Regions from separate parts of the Danio rerio genome. Here region 2 is linked to region 1. Evidence: chromatin contacts called from public HiCAR-type data. All regions are on one chromosome and are shown on one strand. Each heading gives the region's core, a stretch centred on a gene start, on an enhancer-like site or on the middle of the called end of the contact. The rest is flanking DNA. Distances are from core to core; before and after follow the strand shown.

Region 1 (5,092 bases), core at 1,474-3,973:
ATTTTGGGAAAATATATTTAAATGTTTTTCTAAAGCCCTCAAAAAAAAAAAAATCTTAAACTATGTCCACTTATAGCTGTTCTTGGGATATTTAGTAACTTAGAGATGTTTTATAAATATTAAAGACAAGCCATAATATTTGGTATGTCGTAAAAAAGAGTTATTTTGCGAATGTGGAAAACTGAATCTGTACCTAAAGTTCGTAAGTGGCTTGCTTTGGAGTGTTTGAGGTAAATCAATAATGATAAATTGGAAATATTTGATAAAACATGGGGACAGATATTAAAATACCTTAATGCATTGGAAGAAATGCAAGCATAAACAATGACCCCTGTCAGTAATTAAAGATTGGGTGCAATTGATATTCACCATTTCATATTCATAATCTATAATGATTTTAATAAAGTGCCCAAACTATAATTTGACAGTAAACCTATAGTCAAGACAACACATTTTTCTGGTAATATAAGAACAATGTTACTTTATAATTATTTTTATTTATGCATTACCTGACCAGCTATAATCTATTTTGCTTTCATGTGCATTAGTCCCTCTGTGTTCTGTCATAAGTTGGTGTTTTTATGTATTGTACAGTGCTCAGCATTTATAAGTCCACCCCTCACAAATTTATCTTTTAAATGAATACTTTTAATATAAAGTTATACAATATTATATTTGTGCATATACATTAGTCAGAACTGAAACCAAATCTGGAGGTCATATAACAAAATAACTAAAGATAACAGTCCAAAAACTAGTACTCCAAATTTTTTATGTTAGAGAAATATATTAAATACAAGAGAAACAAACAAATGGGAAAATTTAGTTGAAATTTTTAGGCTGTAATTTATTTATTGATTTTATTTATTTTTATTTTGAATGTTTTGCTTGAATTTAAATGTATAATCTGTCAATTTCTAAATATGTTTGATGATTAAAATTGTATTTTCATAAATATATCTGTTTAATAAATCTGTTTTGTTTAAATGGACCAAAATACATTGCCTATATTGACTGGGAAATGGATACAAATATTCATCTTTAAAATGGGCTGCACTCACTTAATGTGTTATTATTGTATTGCATTGTTTTTTTTTTCTCTTCTTTATATTTTTTTAGTTTTATAAAATGCAAAAAGCTCATAAATAAACGTTTAAAAGATTAAAGGAAACTGCCAATATATTTAGTCAATGCAATCTTACTGCACAGGATCACTTGTAGAATGTGTATGCGAAAATATCACAGTTTTAATGAACCGAGAGAAAAAAAAAACTGTCAGATGTATAGAAGTGTGAGTTGCATGGTGTTGCTTGCTGTAAATCGCACATTTGAAATTCAAATAGCACTTACTGCTTTGCTTCTGCACATCAAACTATTGCCTGAATGCACAACTGTATACACAGAGGTGAACATACACGTGCACGGCATTGAGGAGTGCTCAGATCAGGGATAACACACATCTATATGTATTATGGCGGCTGATTATTATGCATGAACAATGACAGTGGTACCACTTACAAAATTTCAAGGGAATAGAATATTGTTGTCTGTCAGCACTTGATAATCATTTAAAATTTATAACTTGGACAATAATATAGCATGTCAAAGAGACAAACATGCAAAATGCTATGACATTACAATGAACAACAGCTGCACAACAGCATCAGATCTATGAAAATGACATGTATAATGTGTATGGTATGAGACTAACAGTTACATTCTAATATATGTAATAATAACAGTGATATATAGTCCACAGCATAACATTGAGGGGAAATTTGGACAAGAGTTCCATTCAGAAATTGGTGATTTTAATACAGGTTTGTTTAGTTGGTTACAACAGAACCAATACAGTTGCTCAACAAAGCTTTCTGGCAAATCTATTACCTGAAACTGTAGCCATGCGGGTAACACATCAAGGTGATGTTGGCATTTAAAATAATTCACCAGAATATTGTTTTGACTATTTCATGGCAAACCAGAGACTGAGGTGAAATCATTAATATTGACATACCTGAGGTCAGTGAACTAGATACGTTTTGTGCCCATCATCGGATCCCTCAAAACGATTCGATGAGAATCTAGCACCAATTAGCATCAACAACACATTCTCTCCAGTGAAAAGATGGGATATTGTGATGTTTTATGGTTCCACCACTGAACACTAGTGCGAAAACAATATAGTACTCATGTATGTGTTCATCTCGATGAGAAAAATAAATACATTTTAAAAAATGGAAGAAATTAATTTGTATGCAACATCACTCTTGATAAATTAAATGGAAAAAATATCCTGGAAGACAACTTTCATGCACGTCCAAGCACTGATTTGTTTTTCGAATAATTATAAAAACACCAAATTCAAGTACAAGGCATTGCTTTCAGGTTATACAGTGTATATATATATATTTTTTTTTTATCAATATATTATCGTGACATCTTAACTAATTTAAGATATTAATAAATAGCACATACTAGCATTCAGATGGTAAGCTTATCCTAACAGTTATTTGCTACTACATATACATACATAATGGAAACTCTTTATAATCTGAAAGGACTTTCCTTTCTTTTCTTTTTGTTAAAGCATTTGATAGATATATCTTTTCGTGATGTGTCTGCGTTCCTGTTTTTCACATTTGTTTGGTTGAGGGAACACAAGCCATTTGGCTTGTCCCCTCCCAGAGAGCGTCTGGAGTGGATGGACTGGTTTGGGAGGAGGCTGGAGGGTTCATTCTCTCTCATTTATCCACCGGGCACCACTCCTACGTACCTGAAGCGAGGGTAGCGTTGAGCACCGAGCTGACAAATGAAAGTCCTTCCATGTGTGCGAAGAACGCCAGCTGGACGATATATTAAATCAGAAAGTTCCAACTGTGTCCGGGCGGCTCTTTCCCTTGAAGTAGGTGGGAGAGAGACTGAGAGATGTGTGGATTAAGTCATGGGTGATGGGTGCTTTCGAGTATTGTGGGAAAAGGAAGGTGTCGATAGCATCCTCAATCCACTTTCACATAGCCGTTTGCGCTGGTGGCTCCGGCTCTGGCTCCTCTTCCTCTTCGTCCTCCTCTTCCTCCTCCGCCTCTATCCAATCGTTCTTCAGCCTGGCCCGATTCAGCAACCTCATCAAATCGCAACCGCAGTGTGTTGCGTATCACTAAACGCTCAACGATAAAAGAGGCACAGAACCACGGCACTGCGTACTCAGCCGTGATCAGGCCCATGAAGTTATATTTAAACTCTGAGTAGTCCCACGGACAGGCATTAAACTGGCGTAGCAGAAAACCAGTGCCAAACTCCCAGAAATAGGTCCAGAGTGTATAAATGATGCAGCGGAGCAGCACGTTACAGCGGTCCTTCAGACATAGATACATGCGCTCTACGATAAGGATGCAGGTCCCGTAGATGAAGAGCGCCCACACGCTGGTCACGCCAGGAAACTTCCAGTTACAGTTCACTACGAACTCCCAGGCGGCCGTGAACATGACTTCACAGAAGTAGCCGTGGATGGCGTAGAGGTACCACCGAGAGAGGGCTGTGAGGGGCTCGGGGGTTACTGTTGTTGCCATTGTGACCATCTTGATTTTGTTTTGATGTGTGGAGATTTTAGGCTTGAGGAAGTTAAAAAAACAACAACAGTGTTACAAATCTGCATGCGCTGTATACAAGAGCTATGTTCGGAACTGAATACTACTAGCAAAGTGCATTCTGTGTTGTGTACTGCATGCTGAAGTACAGTATTTTTAAGAGTATGTAAAAGAGCTGCATTTTTGGAGACAATCATCTGAGCCACAAATCTTGACTATTGACTGTGGAGCTGCTGGAAAATAGCATGATGACAAGCTGAAAAATGACTAGCGGCAACACACAAGATAGTAGTGAATTCTACTAGTGGTGTGTGGTGATTATGGTTTTTTGATAAATACCGTAATTGTAGGTTTAATAAAGTGTGAGGTGACGTGGGTAAAAAACAACAACAAAAAAAAAAACTGAAAAAAATCTGGAGAGTCTAAAAGCATTCATTGTGTGGTGAAGCTATTTTGAATTCATTATTGTAAACAAAGTTTGTGTGTCACCGAGCAACACTGCAGTGTTTTGTTCAACACAGGCTCATTGTGAAAACATACCACTATACATTTCTGGAGAGCGCAAATTATGTAGTCAGAGCTGCGTATGGCTGCATTTCGCCTTAAAAACGAACAATATGGAGCGGTATCATGCCACCAATGGCTTCTGTTTCATTTTGCGCAACCAGGTGACCACTTATCTATGGCCTTTCCCATGTTAACTGTCAGCGAATTTGAAATGCAGAGAGGAATTGACTGCATTGACGATGTTCGAGTCAGGCAAAAAAACAGAAAACAGGTAAATAAAACAAAAGACAAAAAAAATTGAGGGTGAGAACGTGGTAAGATCAGAAAACGTGGTAAAAAATCAGTCGGCCACAAGGGCTTTTCTTTGTCTGGATTGTGTTTAGGAATGGGGGTGATCGGTTTAATCTGTGCATTTGAAAACACTATCGGTTGGGTTTAGAGAAGGAGGGTTGGTCAGTCAGTAAATCAGTCCACAGTGGCCTCTGGTGGATTTACCTGAAAACAGTAGGCAAAAATGGCTCTCACGAGTGAAATTTGAGATGTGAAAAAGCGTACACAACGGCTTGCTTTGTTTACCAAATAAGTGGACTAATTGGATTTTGCATTGTAAACATTGAATAAAAGTTATTATAAAAATTTTTGTTAAAATTATTATTTTTTAATTTAATATATGAAGTCTTTAGTTATGATCTGCAGATTTTTTTACAAACTTCTCAGCAAAAAATGTCCGCAGATTCTGTCTGGCCCTACTAATAGGTAATTCGGTAATGACAGAATAGTGGATATAGCACATTGAATTAAAGTCATACTACTCCTATTCTTACTATATAGAACATACTTTTTTGACACTCAGTCAGTGTGTGATATCTGTTTATTTCAAATAAATCACAATGACAATTTGTAAGGAATCAGCCAATTGTTTGAATAAATAATTCAGTAAATTATTTGTTTAAAAAGGAACTTGTCACCACCTACTGGTAGTTTTATTGTAATATTTATTT
Region 2 (5,092 bases), core at 861-3,360, 260 kb before region 1:
TTAGCGACTGATTCCCCATCAGGCGTAACTAAAGCTGAAGTCTACAGTAGACAGCTGAACCACGGCCATCCCATATAAACACCAGATTCTGCGACCTCATTTCTGCTTTTCATGGAAATCAAACTCTGCAAAATGTCCCATTTATAAACATACATGTTGTCGATTGCCCAGCCAGGCCCAAACAACACATACACTGCTGTCAGCTTCCTTTAGCAGGAATAATTCCACTGACAGACGTCTTGGTGGTTCAGAAACATCCAGATATAAACCCAAAAGCAGCGTGATTGGGAAGCTGAAGGTTTCTGGGTAGATCAAGCACTGTTCTGTGGTTTTGGAAAGGGATTTAGATGCCAAACGTGTTCTTATATGAAACCGTTTTCACATCTGCCCCACAGCTGCTGCTGCTGCGCTGGCCAGGGGTGCGAATGAAGATGAACAGCAAGGAGAAATGGTGGAAAATGGGCTGGGAAGGTAACATACGCTTAATAGAGTATAAATGTACTGTTGTAAATACTGTAAAGGCCAAGCGTATGGGCGCGGGACACTATTTATCTTTGTAACAAGAGAAAAACTACTGTGCACATAAAAGGTCAAAGTACATACTGTACATATGTGTTTACACAGTATTTAATAAAAGATTTAAATAACAACAGTGCTCCTATTAAAATGACCTTTATTCTAGTTTACTATTAGAATACTTCTTTTAAATATATATTTTTTTATTTGTATGTTCAGTTTACTTTTTATGTTCTTCTCTGAAATATACTTAATATTACAATCAGTATACTTGACGTTTTAGTGTATTTGGCCTATCCCTGTTCATTGACATATTCTTAATCAAAACTCTATGCTGAGTGACCTATTTTTTTCACATATATTAAATATTCATCTTCATAATCATCATTTCAGAGATAAGGCTTAAGGCTATTCCGAGACTAAACTGGATGTTTGAGCTGTCTAAACCAAAATGAACTTGCAGTGATAAATATTGAAATACATCAGTGCATTTGTTTTGTCTTGAGATGTACTCCAATAATGTATTTCTAAATTTTTTATTCATAAAAGCTGCCCTAATTTAACAGTTTTTCTTTGTGGAAAAACAAATATGCTACTGCATTGTAAAACCCAATTACTTTTTGAGGAATCCAACTGCGGTTAACCATTTAAGTTTTGCAAACTGGTACTATAATATATATGGGTTGATTTCAAATATTAAGAGTAGTAGTAATTTAAACATTTTAAGTTCAGTTAAGTTCACAGTCAAATCGATATAAGTTCAGTTAATAGAAGTCCAAACAACTATATAGCCACTCAAATGGTTTGGTATTGCTTCTAGCATTAGAGTTAACACAAACAAAAATATATAATAAATCAATTCATAACTCATTAGGCATGAGTTCTATTTAATGTAATCCGTTTATGAGTTACCATAACTCTTTTTCATTTAGTCAAATTTTAGTCAATTTTTTAAAATTATCAGTTAAACCAGCTTATTTCATTTAGTGATTTTTCACTGTTCAGGTTTTACAGTATACAGGTGTTCTTGCAGGCAGCATAGCCTTCAAATAATGATTAGTTAACTTTGCTAACTAATCTTTTTTCGCAATACCTAATTTGGTGCAAGGCACATTTGTCCTTAAACTAGTAACTCATAAGCTTTAGTCTATTTGTTGTAGTTTCATGTGCAAATTGGAACAACCTAAAGTACTTATTATACAGTATTTTGCCTGTAAAAGTTCATTACATCCTTGATTAGTGATATTACAGTGTAGTTTATTTGTATCACGAGTATATACAAATAAATTATGAGTTTATATATAGACCAAGTTTACTATTTCTGAGTAAAAAATATGCTGAGTGATCTTCAGCTTGCCTACTAAACTGCACATTTTATCTTCAATAAAACTATCCATGTATAACTATTAGGCTATTCTGGAGTTGTTTGAGGAGTTTCCCGCCATTTTTCGTTACCGTTTTATCAACGATTACAGGTAGGCTAAATGAAAAAAGGCAATGTAGAATTTTTAACAGCAGTTCTGATTGTGTCCAGCAGGTGCCATCTAAGCTCTATGTTCTTTGACACACTAGCCTGCAAACGTTCAGCTTGTAATGGGTTAACTTTCAACAGTGTTGTAATGCTAACCACAACTCAACAACACACTCAATGACTTGATAATGATAAACAGTCTTACTATCTAACCAGGGATCTTGTGAATCAAACCCAGGCACAAGGGAATCAGTTTAGAAAGCACATAAACATGTGGACTCACTGCTCCAGGATTAGCTGTTCCATTAGCAAAGGGCAAAATTAGCATCTGCAGAGTTTTGTGGTTGGTTTAGAGTGAAATATAATCTCAAGTGTACCTTGCACAATACAAATAATGAGACAAGGTGGTGCCTTTGTGACGTGTTTAGTTGGACATCTCAAATTTATGTAATCACATTCAGGCATAATTGCACTGAGAACATGAAATGCTTACCTATGTGATTTTTGATTACTGAAGCATACTCTAAACTAGAACGGCTCTGAGTTGTTGTAAATGACAGGTAGAGACATATTGGAATGCTGCTCAGTAGGTGATCTTAAAGTCTCAAGGTTATTGCAGTCCGGCACTGTGTGAAGAGGTGACTAGATGCATATCTCTGTCAGAATGAGGATGTATGTAAAAAAACAAAACAAAAAAAAAAAACAAACAAACATGATTTCAACCTTTACCTGTAATTGATTTTCCAAGTATTGAATGGGTAAAAAAGTCCCAATGGCTTTCAGTTCAGTATTTTTTTTTCCCTAAAGCACATTTTACAATAATTGTCACAAACAAGATTTACAAGGTTTAACACCTCCAGCTAGCAAACTATGGATGACAAAAGTGGGGGTAAAACGAGAGAACACTCAGTCTTTAAGGTTAGAATAAGGAAGAAAACTTTGTTACAGAACCCTTTTTTGTCATAAAAGTTATATTATAATTTTATGTAGTAGCACCTTCAAATAATCCACTATAAAAATTTAGATTATACTGTAAACACATACATTTTTTGTTATATTTAGTTTATTATAATTATAAAAACTATAAAAAAAACTATAATATATTTTATAATTATATTTTTTACCTTTATTATATAGTACAGTGAAGTTAAGACAAATACATAGGGAGAAAAAAGGAAGGAATGAACGGCAAAGCACCTTGAGCCGGGAATTAAACTCATTTCGCCATGAACACACCAGTACTATTTGTTGGCACACTTTACCTCTAGCATATTGGCACTGAATACACACATTAATTTATTTGGTATCACCTTGTATAATGAAAGAGAACAGCAAAGGTCTTAAGATGGAACATTGTTTCTTGTTTACACATACATGATGTAAACCAAACAAGTTCTGTCCATACTTTAAAAGCTAATACAACCCCCCTGGTTTCACTTGATTCCAAAATGTGAGTCAGAAACACTAACAAGAGGCACTGGTGGAACCCTTTCGCACTGATGGAACTTTTTCACAGTTTCTAGAACTAGTGGTGGAGAGTCACACTTTGTGACATGATTGCTTTGGAGCAGAGATGCCTAGGGCCCGCAGGCCAAAATTGGCCCATGGTAACCTTTGATTTGGCCTGCCATCCCATCTGAGAAGACAGTAAGAGTGATAAAAAAAAGTTTTTAAAAAGTGGGATAGAGGACAATGCAGAGGCTTTTGTGAGTAAATCAAGGCAAAGGAAGATTCTACTTGACTAATGTATAAAGCATTGAACTCCACTGTAGAGTTACTGCTTTGACATGACTGAGTTTCAATAGTCACATCAAAGCAGTAACTAAGTCAGCATACCATCATCTCAAAAAACATTGCAAGAATTAGATGCTTTGTTTCCAGTGAGGACTTAGAGATGTTCATGCTTTTATCAGCAGCAGGGTGGATATATATATATATATATATATATATATATATATATATATATATATATATATATATATATATATATATATATATATATAATTAAACTGCAATTTGCAATACTGTACAGTCTTGAATTATATAATATCAAAGCCATTTACTGTCTGTTTACACAAAAATGTCCACCATTCAGGGAGATTCTACCATGCAAAGCTTGATAAAAATGTGTACTGGGCTTTGGTGAAGACCATGAGGGGACAGAGCAAGACAGAAAAACAAACAACAAGTAGAAGACAAGCAGACTCAGACTCCATACATCAGTTTTGCTCCCCGACACTAACCACATCACTCATACTGATGAAGGAAATGAGGCTTTAAGAAAAAAAACAGCAAAATGGGATTCTGCAGCACTCCACTGTGTGTGGCGTGTGTATTTGTGTGCATTAGTACATACATGTGTGTGTGTGTGTGTGTGTGTTTGAGGCTGTCGTCAAGTGTGTCAACAACAAGCCAATGCCTGTCCATACATCTGCATGCCTGTGCTTGTGTGTATGCCGTGTGTGTGCATGTTGGCATATGTGTGCGTGTGCCATGAGAATGTGTGTGTGCTCCATTGAGTAATAGACAAGCAACCCCACCTTCCTTTTTCACTGTTTGAATAAGAGAGTGAAAAGGCTTTTGGTTGTAATTACAGTAATTAATGACCCCCCCCCCCCCCCCCCCCCCCCCCCTGCATTTCCACCAATGAGAAGTGTCCTGACCTCATCCACCTTTCCCAGTGCTGTTAGATGTGGTCTGTTCTGTAAGGAGATCCCCCTGTTTATGTTCAGATGGGTGTTACACTACGGTCTCCTATTTAGCCACTGGCCCTTTTATGCGCTTCACTTCCCCTGGGTGCTTGAGTGTGCCTACATGTGTGCAGAATACCTTCAGTGGGATTCGGCCGGAAATAGAGGGCCATTTATTTACGGGACATTCTATCAGAAACCTGCATTATCTGTCCCTGAAATAAAAACATAAATGCAGTGAATAAAAAGTATTTCATCCCAAAAGTGTCTAAAACGGACTGACGGCTGATTTCTGTAAATTGTTCTGTAAACAATGTCATTCCGTTTGGTTCTCATATTTTTGTTCTTTATTAAAAACACATCACAAATGTACAAACCCTGTTATTGTCCTTGTCCTCAGCCCAGTTAAACCTAC

Evidence for each region. HiCAR-type assays count read pairs that join an accessible place to other places.
Region 2: a contact with region 1 is called in a HiCAR-type map of caudal fin, with 9 times the contacts expected there. The contact joins two enhancer-like sites. A contact is called at or near these places in 1 of 18 Hi-C or Micro-C datasets (embryo) and 1 of 4 datasets of contacts at active chromatin or transcription factors (caudal fin).

The regions. Positions count from the first base shown.
Region 1 is chr17:39,514,337-39,519,428 of GRCz12tu, reverse strand. tmem229b (transmembrane protein 229B) reads right to left here. Exons shown (of 3, transcript NM_001076673.2): 3 at 2,409-3,608. The coding sequence starts at 3,566. The coding sequence ends at 2,997. Among named protein-coding and RNA genes, the nearest start is that of tmem229b, 25 kb to the right of the region's middle. Within about 2 kb of position 2,723, at least 3 of the 62 cell types and tissues checked have an H3K27ac peak or open chromatin away from gene starts, as enhancers often do. A contact at or near this core is called in caudal fin, where this site is marked.
Region 2 is chr17:39,773,684-39,778,775 of GRCz12tu, reverse strand. All of the region lies in intron 2 of LOC103909058 (a long non-coding RNA gene), which reads right to left. Among named protein-coding and RNA genes, the nearest start is that of plekhh1, 24 kb to the left of the region's middle. Within about 2 kb of position 2,110, at least 23 of the 62 cell types and tissues checked have an H3K27ac peak or open chromatin away from gene starts, as enhancers often do. A contact at or near this core is called in caudal fin, where this site is marked.